Linked DNA regions of Bactrocera dorsalis: region 2 is linked to region 1. A link is a contact called in public Hi-C data. All regions are on one chromosome and are shown on one strand. Each heading gives the region's core, a stretch centred on a gene start, on an enhancer-like site or on the middle of the called end of the contact. The rest is flanking DNA. Distances are from core to core; before and after follow the strand shown. Region 1 overlaps LOC105232092 (serine/threonine-protein kinase minibrain). Region 2 overlaps LOC105232092 (serine/threonine-protein kinase minibrain).

The links. Hi-C and Micro-C count contacts between places; a contact is called where the count stands out from the background.
Region 2: a contact with region 1 is called in a Hi-C map of whole body, with 4 times the contacts expected there. The contact joins two enhancer-like sites. A contact is called at or near these places in 2 of 2 Hi-C or Micro-C datasets (both in whole body).

What each region holds. Positions count from the first base shown.
Region 1 is chr4:5,390,022-5,392,721 of ASM2337382v1, reverse strand. The region is part of intron 5 of LOC105232092 (serine/threonine-protein kinase minibrain); the gene reads left to right. Among protein-coding and RNA genes, the nearest start is that of LOC105232090, 26 kb to the right of the region's middle. Within about 2 kb of position 1,416, the one cell type or tissue checked has open chromatin away from gene starts, as enhancers often do.
Region 2 is chr4:5,422,939-5,425,638 of ASM2337382v1, reverse strand. All of the region lies in intron 1 of LOC105232092 (serine/threonine-protein kinase minibrain), which reads left to right. Among protein-coding and RNA genes, the nearest start is that of LOC105232092, 14 kb to the left of the region's middle. Within about 2 kb of position 1,323, the one cell type or tissue checked has open chromatin away from gene starts, as enhancers often do.

The sequences.
Region 1 (2,700 bases), core at 167-2,666:
AATATATATTTTTATTTCAAAAACATCGAAAACATAGAATATTTTAGTAGTGCCTTTTTAAATGCTTGAACGGTAAATAAAAACACTTATATAAATATACTTACTTTTAACATTTTTTACATATTTTAATAATAAATTGAAGCGTAAAAAAGTAGAATTTGTAAAATAACATAGAAAACATGTAATACGCTAGTTGGAAGCTTTGAACAAATGTATCCTTTTGATTTTCATAAACATCGAAAACATAGAATAATTTAAATGTGATTTTAAAGGGCTTTGTACTTTAAATAAGCTCACTTCAGTTCATATTTTTGTAATAAATTGCGTCAATATAAAAATTTCCATTTTCATACCATACGTAAATAAACATTAATAGCACATAACAACACTAGCTTGTAGTTTTCAACAAATTTCAGTTCATATTCTCTCTATACAACCTATTTTTCATCTACAGACATACATCTAAAAACATAGAATTTATGAAACTATAAAATCGCTGTGTCTCGAAGGTTATTAGTTGTCGCATTTAATCCTTTAGATCTAAAATATCAGTTTTCTTTGAATTTGTGCTTTATTTCAAAAACATCGAAAACATAGAATTTTTTAAAACAGCTAAAAAATGTTCAAACATGCTTGAATTAGTTTTATTTTATTGGTAACAATAAAAAATAATAATTCTTTCATGCGCAGCTAAATTTTTTTTTTACTTATAAACATATTTTTATATTAATTTAAAAAAAAAATTATTTATATTTTTATTTTAAATTTTTTTTTGTACTTTTAGATTTTTTTTTTGTAATTTTAATAAAAATTTATTTCATATTTCCTATTTAGTTTTTACGTTAAACAAAAAATTTTTGTTTTTACTTAATTATGGTTTTTTTGTATTTAAATTTTTTTGTTTTAAATTTCATTGTTCTTTTAAATCATATGAAATATCTGTTAATACCGCATACATACATACATACATACGTACAAATGTATTCAGGCAATACCAACTGTTGTATATGCATCCCCAGTAATTACATCCCGTTAGTCTAACATACCCTTTCGATTTCTCACTCTAACCGATTTACACACCGCCTCAGTGTTGGCCAAAAACAGGCTATTTCGGTTTGCCATTTCAAACGTCAATTGATTTTACCCGTCTCAACATAGCCTCCAACATCTGCTTCAATAGTTTCCTCCATCATTTTTTTTTTTTTGTTTTTTATTGTACTCTTATTTTTGTTGTGCCGCTACGGAAATTCTATACCGCCGAAGGACGACGCTGCACTGTGCACAGCACAGCAAACATCTCCAATTTCAGTGGCTGCTGCTGCTGGCTGTCAGCACCACCACCACCACCACCACACCACCATAGCCGACTTCACACCGCGGCACACGGCAGCCGACAACCAGCTTGAATGTCTGTCGCCATAGACCCTCTTTGCGGCGCACATTTAGTGGTGCTGTCTGGTCGGCTGGCGCGTTGCAGCGCGTCAACAGTCACTGCGCTGCTAGCTTCTACGCGTCGGCATACACCCATTTTTAAGCGTTTCATTTCTATTTCTCTATATTTTTCTACAATTTCCCTACATTGTTTCGGCTTGTTTGTATTGCGGCCGCAGCTGGCTGGCTTGCTGGTTTGCTGCCTGCCGCGCACATACATACTTTCACACATATGTGCATATTGGCTTGCCGTGCAGCATTTTAGGCGCACACCAAACAGTTCGCGCGCTCTCAGCTGCAAGCAAATGCACGCGCTCTCGCTCTTTCGGTCTCGCTGCCTGCGTTGTCGCTCAGCGCCTTGACTTCGGCTGTTGATTTTATAATGTCTGCAAATCTCTCCAAAATGTTGCAGCATCATGCTTCTCATATCCTTCTCGTTCATTCATCATATGTATAGCGACATAGTCGCCTCATGTCCTTACATATACACGCGCAGTATACATACACTGCGCGCGCTTGCGTATCCGTGCGCTTACACAGCCACACGTACAGTTACTTGGTTTTCTGTGTGTGTGTGTGTGTGTATGTGTAAACTGCGACAATCACACATACGAACAGGCGCGCGCATTTTCTGACCATTATCGACGTTTTGACTTTCCCTGCTAATGTTTGTGGCGTTAGCAACAACTTTTCCGCTTTGCCATTCTTCCAATTCGCTGTTTCATTCCGTTTCAACTGTGCAGGTATATTGCTCAAAGCATGATTGTATGTGAGTTCGCTTAGGGTTATCACTGTTGCTATCCCCGTATGAAGCGCGCGCCCCTACCATGCCTGCATTAACTTTTGCTATATGCTCTTCTTCCCTGCCTTTGTTCGCCCCTTAACTGTGAAAATTACTTTCTGTCTGCCTGCCTGTGCTTGGCTAGCTTTGACTGACGGCCTGTCGCTTTGTCGCTTTACCGGTTTACTGTTTACATTTCTCTTTTCCTAGTTGCCCTTTCTGTGTTCACCAATCTCATTTTCTATTATTTTTGCTCTTTGTTGCCACTACTCTTATTTCGTTGCTTGTTATGCCTCCTTCCTCCTAACTTTCTTTTAATTTGCTATTTAGAGACTCTGCTTTTTCATTCAAAATGTTTTCAACGCGAGTTTTTTTCTTTCCAATGGAACTTAATTTTTGTATTGCTATTTATGCTCGACAAAGCATTGCATACTTTTTGGCGTGCAAATAAAACCTATTACATATAAAACTATCGAACTCAACAGCCG
Region 2 (2,700 bases), core at 74-2,573, 33 kb before region 1:
ATCGCCGATGCGCGATGTATGGTTTGGAACCGCTGCAGAGAGCTTTTTGCAGTTAACTTAAACATAGATTTTATGGATCTGAAAACTTTAAATACCAGCAATACGATAGATACTGTCGCTCTCGTTCCTATTTCAAAGCGTCATCAAATCACCAAATGTGAGAGAAACTAAAAACTTCAGTTCGCAAAATTTTTGCACCGCCCGCGTCAAGGTGAAAAGGTCACTTGTCAAATGCTGAAAGCACAAACTTCTATCAAAATTCCTATCTGCTAAATTCGAAAACGTGGAACCGCATTTATTAAAAAAATTGCCAAAAAGCGCGCAATAAAGATAAGCGCATGTGAAATGCGACGTTTTCTGACGTCATAACGCCAACGCGATGATAAGCGTTTTCAGTTTCATATCATTGCAATAATTTGGACAGAACTTAATAAAAGGGTAAAAAGGAATGGAAAAGATAAGAAAGTGAGGGGGATAAGCAATTCGTGCACCGTGTGAACGGGTATGAATGTCTCATATGTAGTCTGAAAATGCCAAGTAATTTTATTTATTGAAAGAAGTTAACAAGCATAGGGTGTATTGGAGTTTGAGAGTAAAATAATCGTGCATTTTTTATAGCAAAATCAAATCGCCATTTTCATCAGTAACAAACAATTCTAGAGTTCGAATTATGCAATATCTCGACTTTGTACCTTCGCACGAACTCTCCCCAATGAACGCTGAGCTTTGATTTATGCGATTATTTTTCGCAATAAATAAAACAAAAACAAAGTATACCGCTAGATCTTAAGCTAGCAACTGTCTGGTGCGCTTACTTTGCGCTTGGCATTATAAAGCTGCTGTGCACATATTCCGACAATTTCTTTTCGCTCACAGACATCTCGATATTTGCTTAGATAGCATTTCACATTTGCGTCTAATAAGTCGCCGCATATGCGCTACATAATTCATTTTCATTTCACTAACGCCGCGATAATATAATCAAGAAAATAAAATTAAACTAAATCAACAGCAAAAAGAAAAACAAAAAAACAAAAAAAAATATATATGCATAAATAAAATCACAAGAATTCAGGCAAATGCCAGCGAGCAAAAGTAACAATACAAAGAGCGACAGCAAATAATTGAAATGGAAAGAAAAAGTCCGCCGAATAGCAAGCAATCTTAATGTGTGTGTGTGTGTGTGGGTAGCGAATGTTGGCGGCGGTGGCAGCAAGAGCAGCAAAGTTAATAAAATTTAGGTCACACATGACGACGACGACAGCGCCAAGCAACTGCGCTATGATGACGAACGAGTGGCCGGGGCCGACTAGAGTATATACATACATAGTCGGCTTTTATGCATGCGCCAATATAAACGTACAAACAGCACACCGTACATCCGACTCACACACGCACGTTGACTACATGTTCACATACATACATATCTATAAAGTGTTCGTTTGCCGCTTCCAGTCGTTTGACCGTACACGGCGCTAGACGCCAATGCGTTCGTCACGCCAACTTGCCGTCTGACTAACCGTTTGTGTGTCGGCTTCTGTGTCTATCTGTCTGTAGGTTGGCTCAATCAGCCGACCGACGTATTGTCTATGTCTTCGACATGTGCAGCACTGTTGCCGCATAGTTTTATAAAACGTTTTAACGCGCTGTTGCTGTGCGCTAAAAACTCATACGTCAAGTTGGTTTGTGGGTGGAGGCATTTGGTGTGCGCTCGGTGGCGATGTTTGGTGGCGATTCTATATAGATTTCTTGTATGTAACGTAGGTAGCGGCTCACTTGGAAATAGCATTGGCCGGCAAAAGCGCGATTGTGCTCATACATACATATGTATGTATGTATGTCCGACTAGTTTTTTCCTGCCGGGCAATTTCTTCTTGCCTGCCAAAAAATATTTCTTACTAACACATTAAAAAGTAAAAAGCCTTTTCATGTTTATCAACACTTTTATGCGCAATAATTTTATATATACTTATTTAAGCAGCTATTTTCATAACGTTTCTGTTATGACGACATGACGACCTTAACTTGGCGCTGTAATTAAACATTGCTGAACTCGGTGCTCTCAAGCTGTGCTTATAAGTTTTCTCAACTAAATAATGTGCGTACAATATTTTTTTTTTTAATATTTTGAAAATCATTGAGTTTCCAAGGCCTCAAGAGAACAGACTGACAGCAGTATTCAAATGACCGTGACTATCCGAAACTACTTAAATAACGAACAGTAGATTTTCACAAGCGTCTCTAGCGAATTTTACACCTAAAACCATTAGCCACAGACGGGTACGAGTAGTAATCATTTGGTGCCAGTAGCCGACTGTATAGTGTGAACATAAGAACCTCCAAACTAAGCTTTCGAGTAACTATCAATCTAAGTAGTAGTAATCCCATGATGCCAACAACACCAACAATGTCAGCCTGGAAATCCAACGCAGGATTACTCTTGTCAACAGGTGCTACTTCGGACTGAGCAGGCAATTGAAAAGTAAAGTCCTCTCTTGACGAACAAAAGCCAAACTCTATAAGTCGCTCATAATTCCCGTCCTGCTATATGGTGCAGAGGCTTGGACGATGACAACAACCGATGAGTCGACGTTACGAGTTTTCGAGAGAAACGTTCTGCGAAGAATTTATGGTCCTTTGCGCATTGGCCACGGCGAATATAGCATTCGATGGAACGATGAGCTGTACGAGATATACGAC